2 separate regions of the Mus musculus genome follow, and region 1 is linked to region 2. The links are chromatin contacts, called in public Hi-C maps. All regions are on one chromosome and are shown on one strand. The core of a region is the stretch at or near the end of the contact, and the rest is flanking DNA. Distances in the headings are between cores, read along the strand shown.

The links. Hi-C and Micro-C count contacts between places; a contact is called where the count stands out from the background.
Region 1: a Hi-C map of the G1E-ER4 cell line shows a contact between it and region 2, with 4 times the contacts expected there. The contact joins two enhancer-like sites. A contact is called at or near these places in 3 of 484 Hi-C or Micro-C datasets (the G1E-ER4 cell line and the N1E-115 cell line) and 1 of 115 datasets of contacts at active chromatin or transcription factors (embryonic stem cells).

Annotation. Positions count from the first base shown.
Region 1 is chr8:36,341,419-36,348,393 of GRCm38.p6, reverse strand. No RefSeq gene overlaps it. Among named protein-coding and RNA genes, the nearest start is that of Lonrf1, 96 kb to the right of the region's middle. Within about 2 kb of position 1,928, at least 9 of the 459 cell types and tissues checked have an H3K27ac peak or open chromatin away from gene starts, as enhancers often do. A contact at or near this core is called in the G1E-ER4 cell line, where this site is marked.
Region 2 is chr8:35,959,311-35,966,044 of GRCm38.p6, reverse strand. No RefSeq gene overlaps it. Among named protein-coding and RNA genes, the nearest start is that of 5430403N17Rik, 80 kb to the right of the region's middle. Within about 2 kb of position 4,609, at least 15 of the 459 cell types and tissues checked have an H3K27ac peak or open chromatin away from gene starts, as enhancers often do. A contact at or near this core is called in the G1E-ER4 cell line, where this site is marked.

The sequences.
Region 1 (6,975 bases), core at 679-3,178, 390 kb before region 2:
AGACTCTTGTCTCCTCTTCTAATTTCTTCTCACTGGCTGAGTTAGTCACCAGCTCTTCCTTTCTCTGCTGTCTTTGTGCCAGTCTGGAATTTTCTCTCTTCTGTTTGTTCCCATAAACTTCATCACACTCATGCTGGCAACATACTTTTCTGGGCAGTAGGAGGCAAAGATAAGTACACAGAGAACTGAAGACAAGCTGGAATATCCTACACCTAACGCTTCTCTTCTTTTACAAGAACTTTCCCATCTATATCTCCTTTCCTCCAAACTGCCTCAACCTTACATCCTGATCCCTGCACAAGATGAAGTGATCTGGACTTCAAAACATTACCAACATAGTAACCTAGACTTACAGAGACAGCCAAATAGCCTTGCCCATTGTACATGAAAGAAATACCGTCACAATGTTTCCTAACCCAGGCAGCAATTCTAAGCAGTCTCTCCAAAGAACATTCTTAGCCAAGTGTGTTAGGACATTCCTACAATCTCAGTCCTAGGGAGACTGAAGCAGGTGGTTACTGAGTTCATGGCCAGCCTAGACTATATAACATTGTATTAAGACTGTTTCCAAAGCACAAACAAGTGCTTAAAAATAACAACAGGAAGAAATGTGTGTTCTCCCACAAGCCTTGGCAACTCAGTGCGCACCTCAAGCAAGTGGCTGTCATCTTCATTTTGTAGATGAAGCAACTGGGGACTAGTATGGCAGCTTACCCAGCTGCAAGTAGCAAGAGTGCCCTGCAGCCTATAGACAAAAACTTTCACAACTTTATCTGGCCTGAAAGTATGAGTTTCCAGAGCCAGATCCTGGGTTTTGTCCCTAGCACTGCCAAAATGAAAGAGTATAGCCATATGCCCTCTACACTCTAGCGTCTATGCATCGCCGACAGAGAAAGGCAACACTGCCGGTGTTGAAGAAAGTGATAGCTAGAGTTTCATGGGCTGGGGGTGGGAGGAAGGGAAGACGTGAGAACTAGTCCAGGCAGGAAGTGATGGAGACTTGGACCAAGGGTGGATCAAGAACATTGGCAATTTGAGGGGGAGTAAGGACAATGTTTACAGTAGCTGCACATTTTTTAGTTTGAGAGACTCGTGTCATTTATTCATTGAACTACTAGTGGACACTTTGCTAGGCACAGCATGCTAGACACCAAAATACCAAAAAGATGATAGTCAGTGAAAATGATGCCTCTCACAGGTGAGACCTGCAGTGCACTGTCCAGCCAGCAGGCAACAGGAAATACCACGTCAACTGGCCTACAAAACAGAGATGCCCAGGGAACACCAGGGGGCAGTATGGGCTCAGCAACCGAAGGGATGCCAACTGCTAATGTCTACGAAGTCTTAACACTTAATCTGTCATTAATCTGTCATTGTCTTGGGTAGCCACTTAGAAGTTTTGGAAAGAATCTTAACTTATTCAATTATTTAAGCACAAACCTTCTCCTTTGGTGGGGGTTTTAAGCAGTGGGATATGTGAACTAATATTGTGTACCTCTTATGTAACAGAAATCATCAAAAACCTTGACTTGTCATAGGCCTAGGATGAGGGCCCTGCCCTTCCAGATGAGCAGATATTTCTAAATGAAAACACATTCCTGTTAACCTGCGCACTACTGTGTTTCCATGTTATAAACCAGTGGCTGCTCTTGAGGGTGAGGGCGAGGATGCTGCCCTCTGAATCTTAGGGTTTGTTACTGCTACACGGTTAGTGACTGAACCAAGAGCTTTGGGTTCCCATGAGTTTCCCATGCATCCCTTTCTGTACGTAGCATGAGCCCTCACCTTGCTTGCCATCCCATCCCACCAGATATCCCACCAGATGCCCGGTACACTTAGTAACCTCTTCCTCTCAAGCTGTTCCTGTCTTTTCTTTTTGATGAGCTCCCTGCCTTCCAAATCCTCACGCATCCCCTGCAGTAACCAGGTTCTGTCACACCTGCGGGTGTGAGAAACCAACCACAAACCAGCACAACAGAGGAAGAACTTAAGGAAGACCCCACCCCCACCCCACCCCACCCCACCCCCCAACACCACCACCATAGGACAGAAAAAGCATTGTCCTCTCTCAGAGGTACTTTAGAAAGACGCCATTGGCAGTTAGTGCTGAGCACACATTGTGCACCTGACAGTTGGTAAAGCTGTGGTTTGCATTTTGCTGTATTGAGTTCATCTTAATTGTTCAATCAATGGCAAATACTTAATATGTCTCTACTAGTCCCTTGTTTCATTTATCTAATTTCAAATTATTCAAACTCTTCAGGTGTTGATCCATAACATATTCAACAAGGTAAAAAAAAATAAGAGAAGCTTATGTTATAAAAAAAAATCTATCCATCAACACAGATATCTGTTTATGCAACTTAGTTGAACCCAAGGGGGGCAAAGAAAAGTACACATTGGAAAACTGGCATGAAGGAGAGAGAATAGATGAAAAAATAATTCAGTGGAAACATCTGGATATGAGGAACATCACAGAAGGCAACTGTCAATATTTTTAAGACAAAGTGAGCCTGACCCATTTTAGCCCCAAAGGCAACAGACATGATGCATGATCCCAAACCAGGAAAAGAAGTTGTTATAAGCATGAATTGCCCTTGGCACATGGTGGGACACATGTCCCTTCACTGCCATTACCCAGGAGCTAGGAGCAAAGCTTTAATTAAGTTCGAGGCCAGCCTGGGGTTTATAGCCAGACCTTGTCTTAAGAAAGAAAGACTGGATGGGCAGTCGTGGTGCACGCCTTTAATCCCAGCACTTGGGAGGCAGAGGCAGGCAGATTTCTGAGTTTGAGGCCAGCTTGGTCTACAGAGTGAGTTCCAGGACAGCCAGGGCTATACAGAGAAACCCTGTCTTGAAAAACAAAAAACAAAAACAAGCAAACAAATAAAAAGACTGAGATAATTAGAAAAAATTATATATACAGACTTTACATCAGACAGAGTATTATATCAATGTTACATTTCTTGAATCTGATCCTTGGGTCATAATTATGTAAAGGAATATTCTTATTCTTAGACTGTAATGGTTTGGATATGACCTGTGTCCGTGCTCATATTTTGTATAGTTGTTCCTCAGCTTTGGGCATTATTTCAAAGGGTGTGGAGCTTTTAAGAGGTGGAGCCTACCTAGTGAAAGTAGCTCGCTATGGACGGACCCTGAACGTCACACCCACTTTTGGCTCTGGCCTGTATCATCTGGTCTCCACTGTGGAGGAAGACTCCGTTATACATTCCCACAACCCATGGCTGCAGCAGGCCTTTTTCTCTATGTGACGCTTGAATCCCCTGAAACTAGGTAGCATAAGAAGCTTAAGTGGCATTTGTCATACAAGTCACAACAATGATACACATACATACATATAAACCTATGGGGAAAAAGACTAAGGCTGGGAAATTACAACAGAATTATGTTGAAAGAAACATATGCAGGGGATGAGGGGAGGGCTCAGTGGGCTAAGGAACTTGCTATGAAAGCGTAGAGACATGAGTTCAAATCCCTAGTACCTACATACTAAGTTATATGTAACCACATACCCTTATAATGCCAGTGTTGGTGGGGGTGGAAGCAAGAGGATTGCTGGGGATTGCTGGTTGCCAGACTAGCTTCGAGTTCAGAGAATGGGTGTATCTCCAGGAAGCATAAGATAGCTGGATAGCGACATCTTCCTCTGGAATCTGTACACCTGGGCCTGCATACATCACACACACACACACACACACACACACACACACACACACACACACACACACACACACGGTGGGGCACTCACACATGCACTTTAAAACTTATGTATACAGCTGGAAAGATTGCTCAGTGGGTAAAGGCACCACCATGGCTAATGATGTGAGCTTGATTCCCAGGATCTACGTAGTAGAAAGGGAGAAACAAGAACCGATTTGAACAAGTGGTCCTCTGACCTTCACACATGCGCCCTGGGATGCATGCTTTCAATCTTGGATGGTTTATGTTGTTGTTGGCAGGTACATCACAGACATCGATGATGTGCTATTTTGATTTGTCCTACTATTGATGATGTCCTTCAGTTACTTGACTAAGTCCAATACCTGTCAGTCTTCTCCAATGTAAAGATACTGTCCTCACCTTTGTAATGAGTGAGTGTTCTGTGTAGATGCACTTTCAGAATGATATATCCTTTCTCATGGAATTCATAATTTATTACAATCAATGCAGGTTTACAGTTTCCTATTTTAGACAGTGGATTCGGAGTCACCAAGGTTACTGTCCTCCTTGAGTTTCTGTCTTCATTGATAAGACACTGACCAGAAACAACTTGGGGAAGGGTACAGTCTGTCATCAAGAGAAGCCGAGACCACAGAGGGAAGCTGCTTACTGACTCGTTCTTCATGCCTTACTTGTGTGATGTCCTTATATCTCTCAAGACCATTCACCCAGCGGTGGCACCATCAGAACAATGTACCACAAGGGTGCCCACCCAATTGGGTGGGTACAATTCCTCAGCTGACATTCCCTATTTCCAGGGAACTCTAGTTTGTCAAGTTGGCAAAAACTAACCAGCAGCTGCTGAAACGCACATTGTCCCAGATATGTTCAACAAGGACTTTTAAAGTTTGTCCCTTTAATGTGTCACCGTTCTTCTTTGAATATAAAAAGAGGGCAGAAAGAACTCAAAAGGATTTGGAAGAGTCATGGGTGACAGAACTTATGAAACCACAGCAGCTACAGTGACCTGAACGGGACAAAGTCTATTAACTATTTCAGCATAGATGGGGAAAGGCACACGAGGTTCTAGCCTTGGGGAGCTACTGGCAACCAGTGACAGCTGAGAAAGAGGCCGTCACATTTCTTCAGGATTGTGGCCACCAGTAACTTTCCCAAGGGCCAGTAAATAACCCTACACACATACACTTGCAAGCAATCCAAATTAAACCCTGTGGTCAAGAGCAAGGATGAGTGCCAGATTGGGAAAAAGGTGGAGAGAGGGATTAGGAAACAAGAGTTCTAGAAAGAGTGGTATGGGCATGGAGGCGGATGGGAGGAAATGAATACGATCAAAGTATACGTGTATGAAGTTGTCAAATAAACTCTTTGGGGAGATACACATGGATTATATCCAAATTTTGTGCCATTGTTTTTAAGGAACTTGTACCTCTGGAGCTTGAATGATCTAGTCTGATCAGCAAGAACCTTGACACAAGTACTCCACCAATGCTGAGGGGTGACTGTATACTGACCCCCTTATGTGCATATTCTGACGATAACTGCAGCCTGGAATTGCCGCTAAGTTTATTTAGTTTAAGTAAATACTTAAATTTACTCTCTCTCGAATACTCTCGAATACTGAGAAGCCCCTGATAACTATTTGCCTCTCTACTTATGATACTTCAGATTGGTTGGACCATGCACTGTGTACAAGGTTTCTTTCCTTACCACACTGAGGTACCAGACTCAAGCTTTGGCTGCCCTTAGAGATTTATATCTCTCTCTTCATTGACCGACTCCCCACGCTTTCACGGTTTCTTGACCCCAATGAGTGGCCACAGGGCTGCACTGTGAGTCTCCTTTCCCAGTCTGGGCTTTGGCAGGCTTGGGTTATAAGCAGGATACATTAAAAATTAATGAAGCCATTCCCAGTGGTACAGAGGTGGAGGTTCCCTCTTCCAGGAGACTGGCTTATTTGGCACCACTTCTTATCATGATTTAGTAAAACTAACAAGGAACGTGGATGGACTACAGCTAGAGTTGAATTCTACAAGCGGAGAACATGGGAAGGTACGTCTCAGCTTTGATGCAGCAGGCTCGAGCTATTTAATCATCAAGATAAAACACATTAAGCTTGAAGTTGTCTGAACGCAAACCAAGTGGCTTTTTCCCCCTGAGAGCCGTGCTATGGAGGCTGGGTAGTGAGTGTGAACCCAGAAACTGGAATAACAGAAACTACTCACCTTTGCTTCACTTGGTTGTGGGATGGTTTATGAGCGAGCTTCCTAGATAAAATCAAGAAACCAGAGAAAGGGCTTCCAGCCAGCTCCAACTTAATAGAGCCATTTGTAACATCTGTTCTTAATAATTAAGTGCTCAGGTGTGTGGGGTCTTCTCACTGAGTGGCAGCTTCTTGTTCAGAATTTCCTAGGACCTCAGGATGGACTCTAGCTTGCGCTTGGTGGAAGCCATGTTTATTTCTCCTCTGCTCTCTTCTCTAACACTCAAGAATGCTCACATGATATAAACCGTGGCCGATGCTGCCATCCATGGCTGACTCTTAATTTGTAAGTTCCCCCCAGAGACTCCACCAGATGGAGGCAAGAACGTAGACTTGGAGCTAGGCAAACAGTTGAAATCTGTTTAAATAGAACTTAAATCCCTTCTATACAGAACAGCATTAAAAATTACACTTATTTAAAATTATACTTTTTTTGCTAATTTGCTATTAGGATGGGGCAGCATAAATATAAATGGGATGGAATAGTTGGACATTAATATGGGGGGCAGTGTTTTTTATTTTTACTTCTGACTTTAGAAATACACAGCCTTGATCCGAGAACACTCAAGACATCCATCTGCCCAAGGGAGGAAGATTAAGATTTCTATAAAAGGAACACAAAGAAAAATTAACAACAAAATGACAAATACTTAGCTTCTGTCATTTAAATTATGGTTTGGCTTGAAACATAATTTAGTTTCAATGAAGCAAAACATTTAGAACTTTGAGAAACATTAGAAATATGGTTCAAATGAAGCGAAACAAAAGCTTTTCTGGCAAAGCTTTTGACACACCACACACAAACACACGGGGGGGGGGCGCTAAATTCATCCATTGTTTTTTTTTTTTTTCTTCAGTGTGGTTGGTTGAACCATAGAGTTTTACACAAGAGGCCGATAGAGCAGGAGAATAGGAAGAAACCCCTCCTTGCCATTCCTGAGGCAATTTCATAAAGCATAAGGAATAAGAGAATGAGTTGGCCCAACGGGTGCCACAGTCAAGACACGGGA
Region 2 (6,734 bases), core at 3,360-5,859:
CCTTCCTCATCCTCCCCCTTCCTCCTCCTCCTCTACCTCTTCTCCTTCTTCTTGGGCACTGTTGCCTGGGACAGGATTCCCTTGTTCTCAGGGACACCTTTCTCATCAAAATGATTACCACCATCACTTTACTCTGTTTTGTCTGAACCTTAATGATCCCTCTGCTTTAGGCTCCCATGGCTCCTGTTTGCCCTTTAATAGGAATATCTACTTAGTAGATAAAACGGAAGCTTGATCAAGAATAGAAGAAAAAGGGGGAAGAGTAAGATTCCATCTATATTTGATATGAAAATTTCCTTGTGGATAGTTACTCCTCAACCAGAGATACTAAGAAAATATGCCCCTTATTAGTTGACAGATATAGCAAGGGTGCTTGAAGACACCCTTTGGGATCTTACATCTTATCTCCATTTGATCTGACGTAAACTATAATTTGTTAATCAAAGGCTGTGGGAAAGTAAAAATTGCATATAGCAGTGACAGCAAAGGAGAGAAAATGCTAGTCTAGATGCATGAAAGATCAGAGAAAGATGTGAACCTGATCCAGCCCCGAGAACAACATATCTGGTATTTGACTTCCATTCGACTTCTCAGCAGTTGTAAGGGAAGACTTGGACTAAATGGGGAAAAAGAAAGATACCTCTCTGTAGTCTCCTAAGGATTCCCAGAACTAACATAGAAGGCTTTTCCACTGTAGATTTTACAGGGAACAGACCTCCTGCACTGCCTTTTTTCTGTCTTCTAGCACATGTGCTAGATAGCATGTGCTTACAGAGTCTCTTTGACCACAGTTGGTAGCTGTTATCCCCCAGGCATGGTCTTCTCAGAGAAAGGCATTCTTGAAAATGTCAGAGTAATTAATGACCCACTCTAAACTCTTCCAGTGAGGATGTGTGATCTGCTGGGAGGGACCAACTGTTTCCCCTCACTCCCTCCATGCCAGGCACTTCTTCACACTGAATCTAGAGGCCATAGCCTGGAGCAGCAACCCAGTAGCTCCCCAGCTATGACTGAAATGTCCACAACGCAAGGCCTTTGAAAACTGAACTTGGTCAAATTCAGTCACCAGTGGATGCCAGTGAGAACCTAAAAATAAACCAAGAGGCTTAAGCTTCAAAGACTTCCTGGAAGGTAGAGGGGCTAGAGGTCACAGAGGGCAGTGGATGACTCCTCGCTGCCTCTTGGAAGTCACAGGAAATTCTCAAATTGCCAGGAATGTCACTGAGTTCTGCACTGTGCTGTATTCACTAGAGGTAGAGCTAAGCACCATGAACATAATAGATCTTCAGTGTTCAGAGCAGAAGAGAGGACAGAGGCCTGTGGGATCTGCTCTCTCCTCAGGTCTGAGGTAGACAGAGGGCTAACCCACCAAGAAATAATATACCAAATACTTCATATCTTAGAAATATGACTGTCAGGTTTGGCTTGCAATTCTACTATAGCCTGTTTGTTCCTTTTACCTCCTATGCTAAATTCAGCATGGCCAAACCACTCACAAATTTTCGTCACTAAACCTGTATGGATTCTGGACTTTTCTTTTGACATTGTTAGTCATAAAGATTTGAGACCCTTCTTGGTCATGTATTTCAGTTCAGGATGTAGAAAGACACTTTTGGCACACTATCAACCCATAATGTCCTATTTACTTCGTTCATAGTTTAGGTCCTATTGTCTCGTTAGAACATCACTAGTTTATTTAATTAATTAGTTTATTTTTAATACATGTGCATTTAAATCCATTTTCCAGAGAAATTTTCTACATTGTGATATAATCTGTGAGTCATTACGCTGAATACTTAGCACATAGCTCTTCCCTTTTTTATACTGTTGGAGTTCATGTGAAGTCATACTCTATTGCCAAAATAACAATTTATACACATTTTTAAGAAAATCTTAAACATAGAGGTGCCATATTTTCCAATCCAGGACCTTTCTTCATCTGCTTAGACCATCTGCATGGACAAACTGACCCTTAAGGTGGCAAGAAATGGGCTGTTTGTCCAACACTTAAAGGCTACTGTCTACTCTTGTGAAATGACATGTCCTTGCTTGCAATGTGCTAAAAATTCATCACAAATTGGACAAAAATCAGGACTTTCTATTGTAAAGGGCACCTTTGAGAGACCACATCTTGGCTTCAGACTCCATCTTAGAGAACTTGACCTTGACTAACAAGCTGGAGTCTAGCACCAGTTTCCAGGTTACTCTCCAGTAATCCTGCACCTGGCACTAGTTTCCAGGTTACAAGCCTGCCCCCAGCACGCCACTTCCTAACAACCACCAATCAGGAGGAAAGTGGAAGCTAAGTTTATGGTTTGGCTCCCACACCAGCCAATTAAGTTAAAGGGCAACAAAATTCCGTAATAGCCCACCCCAGTCAGATGTGTGCCAGGCTAGAAACCCCCTCGCTTGCTTGCCATTTCCTATAAAACCTTGTTTTGCCAAGAGCTCAGGATTTCACCCTCCCTCCGGCTCTGCTGCATCAGAGAAGGCAGTGTGGCCCAAGCTTGAGCATGTAATAAAGACCCTAGTGTGATTGCATCGGTATCTACTCTTTGGTGGTCTTTTGGGGTTCACAAAACTGGCACAACCCTTCTCTTACCAAATCTGCCTTAGCATCTTAACCTTAGTTGTAGATCCAGAAGAATATGCAAAAACGAACTGACAGAAGGGAACAAGGCTTTGCAAAGCATGCTGGGAAATAGCAGGAGCTGCTGCTCCCTCACCCAGGGTTGGACAGGTCATCGTTATGACGAGTTATCGGGTAACAGTAAGACCTGCGGGTGGCATTGACTGAGCGACACAGACCAGATTGTTTTCCTTTTTACCATTTTCAACGGAAAAAAAAAATAGCGTCAATAAATGTTAAGTTTGTTTGGGAGTCAAGATTTCTACGTGTAAAGCCTGGTGTGGTCGCACAAGGCTTTAATCCCAGCACTTGGGAGGTAAAGACAGACAGAAGTCTGTGTTTGAGATCAGTATGAGATGACTATGAGTTCCAAGACAGGCAGGGCTACACAGAGAGCCTGTCCCCAAACCTCATTCCCCTCGCCCCCCCCCCCCCCCAAGCGGGTGGAGGTGGGAGAAGATGTCTACACTTGAACAGTTTGATGAAAAGAACTCTTAAACGTCCCAGTTCTGTTCCTACAAGCACATTTGGAAAGGTAACTAATTGACTATTCCATTTGAAGATCAGACACTGACATATTTACCACTTCATAGTTATATAAAATTCTCTTGTGACCCTTTTGAGAAACTACAGTAAGAAATAATAAATTAAATATTTTATAGTTCACAAACAGAATGCTTAAACTACTAAAAAAAAAAACCCTAAAAAAACCCCAATAACTTGAAACTTTTTTTAAAAACATAGCCATTGTATTTATAAACAAGTACTATAATACACATTTGTGGGGGAATTTTTTTGATAGGCATTCCATATTTTTAAATGTGCCTTTTAAATTTCATTTAAAATTAAATATCGTGCCATGTATAATGGAATTTTTAAGTAACTACTTTTAGTTTTTAAAAAAATGCCTCTATATGCTAGCTAAATGTTTCTGAAGCTTAGCTAGTTATTTTAAGCCTTAAAAATAAGAATTGCTTTGACCTTTTGGTATATTGTTTTGAATTTTGTAATCAGGGTGAACTTTAGAGGTCTGGTTTTTGTATTATGGAACACCTCCTTCTTCCAGACACATAATAAAAATATCACAGCTCTTTACTTCAGTACCAAATTGAGGGGAGAAAAAAACCCTGCATTTCTCGCAAAGAATGAGCTTCAAGGTCAGATTTTAAAAGCTACAAGGAGACTAGATTGGCACAAATGGATGCATATGCGAAATCTATTCAGCTGAACAGAGTTAAATTATGAGGGGCGTACGGAGTGTCTACATCAATGCATGCTTTTGGGAGGCTGTTCCTTTTATGAATTAGCCACGGTTGCCTGAACTCTCAAGTCCAGCAAAGTTATTAAATGAACACATAATAAGAGCTTCCACTTAACCTAAATCATAACGGGGATCGGTTGCAGGCTGTTAATGCCTGTGATGGGGAAGGTCCAGGTTGTGCTTCACTGCACAAACACACCGATGAGAGATGGCGCACGATGGTTCCTGCTACATCCGAACTTTAAAAGCGTTCTGCAGAGAGAAAGCAGATACAGAAAGTGGCCGATGGGGTACTACTTCTCCTCGCTTCAAGGCACCCCAAATCACAGAGGCTGCCTCAAAACTTCCCCGCTGCTTAACAAGAGCAAGTCACTTTCCCAGACTCGAATTTCTCGCAGGCAGCAGGCAGGGTGCAGCAAAAGAAATGCAGTGCAGAGGGAAACGGGCCAGGGCCTTAACGCCTGAGACCGCGATGAAGCCAGTTCCCTTCTCTTTCCAGGAAACTAGATGACATCTCTTGTTGAAGAGACTACTTCTGCCGGAGTCGATTTTAGGGACATGTAAAGCCTGCCTGGTGGAGTAGGGCCCTAGATAACAGTTTAGATATAAAGTCTTAAAACCTGAAGTCTGGCCAATAACAAGTGCCATGAAGATCTAGTGTCAGAGACAAACCAGGGCCAGTAACATCCTCCTCACAGAGGTCATTAACACAGAGACCTTGGAGCAGCCGATGAACCGGTTCACTTATCAGGATGGCGCTTTCTGACTTCTATTCTGTTTGGACAGTACTGGTCTAGAAGAATTTTGCTCTGATTGGCTGAGGTTCTTGCAACTATAATTCCTTTCAAAGTAATATCTGTTGGAATTCTCTCTATTTCAAAATATAAGCTGCCTAGAGAGTTCCCGAGACACTCTCAGCTATAATTACTCTAGAGAGATAAGAAAGAGGGAGTAGGCTACCCATTCTGGATTCAAAGATACAATTTAACCATATCCCAATTCCCAGTGGAAAAACGTTTTCCTTTTGATAGAGCCAAAGTCTAGGGAAAGAGAAAAGTGGGGGGAAGGGTATGATATCACACAGTTTAAGGCCCTACAGCAGCGTGGCTCACTGTTTCTTACTCCAGTCACGTGCAAAGCACCTCCCATTCATTTACTCCCCTTTAAAAAACCACTGTCTCCTTTGTGCACGTAATTTTACACATTTGTATCTACCATTGAAGGCAGGCAGAAATCCTATCAGACTGTGTGTAGTCTTTGCCACATCCCACATTTTATATAACATTTGGGTGGATGAACAATTGATACAAATACAACTTTTCTTGTTTGGTGGATTCAGTGTTCTCCAGTTAGACTAAATCAGACACTAGGATATCATGGGAGTCTCATCATAGAAAAACCTACTTTCTCATCCACCCTTTAATCCTTCACTGTTTCTGACTGAAGACTGCTGTTTCCCTCAGCCAGCACCACAGTAGCACACAGGGTATGGAAGGATTGGGGGCGGGGGGGATATGATTGTAGAGTGGGTAGAGGGATGGCAAAATGGCTGCTTGTTCATTGTTTCTCACAGAATGGCTAAAGTTCCCAGGCAGTGCAGAAGGATGTCGGCAGTTACTTAAATACCTCCAGGGAAAGAAAGACTGACAATCATCAGTGAGCAATTTCAGGTTCCCAAAATATTTCCGACAAAGAGTTCTTTTCCATATACCCAATGAAAATTCTTCTGCTGCAAACGAAACCAAATAATCCTGGACCTCTTCCTCCCAGAGATGGGTTAGAGAGGCGAAGACCATCACACACTCTGTGGCTGGCTGTAGGTAAAAACACATCAACATACGAATGGTTCACCTGGTGATATTTTTAAAGACATACATAGGGGAAATCATCTGAACTCTGTAAGATCCAGGGGTGGAGGGCAGAGGGAATCACCACCTTTTGCTGTGAGGATGTGTTTTGTCCACAAGAGTAAAAATTCCTCAGAAAACAAAATTTGATTCCCAGAAAGTCTCGACTGTCTCCTGCTTTGGGTTTTGATGGTAGGTTGAGAGGGATACTGGATGGATTTGACAGCTGGATCTTTAAAATTACACTTCTATCCAGTGTTTGGTGTGTGTGTGTGTGTGTGTGTGTGTGTGTGTGTGTGTGTGTGTGTGCCACCACACACATGTGAATGTCAGAGGACAGAATGTGGGTGTTGCTTTTCTCTATCCACCATATGGGATCTGGTAATGAAACTTGGGTTTCTAGACATGGCAGCAAGCATCTTTATGTGCTGAGCCATCTTGTTGCCTGTGTTGCTGGTTTTGGTGGGGTGGGGCAATGTAAGGAATTGGTAAGGCATCTTTGTGATAAAGGACAACTTAACCCTTCCTCTTTACCTCAAAGCACCATTTTCCTTGCCTCCTTCAGTTGGAAGAGCATCCAAACCCTCACTTCTCAGCTCCTACTCAAAGAGGAGCCATATAAAACATCTATGAGACTGTCACTGATGTGAAATCCATGGGAACAGGGTCACCCTGCTTATGGGTCTATGCCAAGGCCTTGAGACAGAGCAGCCCAGAGTCTTGTTACAGCATTTTACCTTTCAGTGTTGGACTAGACTGGGGGAGGAGGTGGGAATTTGGTTTTGTTCCCATCGATTTTTTAATGTGACTCACCCCACCCCCGACTTACCACTCCTCTGTTTCCTCTAACACCCTCCCGCCTGTTTAAAATTAGAAGGGAAATGAGGGAAGAGGAACAGGGAAGGGGAGCCTGGGTCAGATCCCAAGCTGAGCCTGCAGCTGTCTTCACTGTATGCCAAGGGCAGCTCCAATGCTTCCTGAGGCCCTTCCAAGTGCC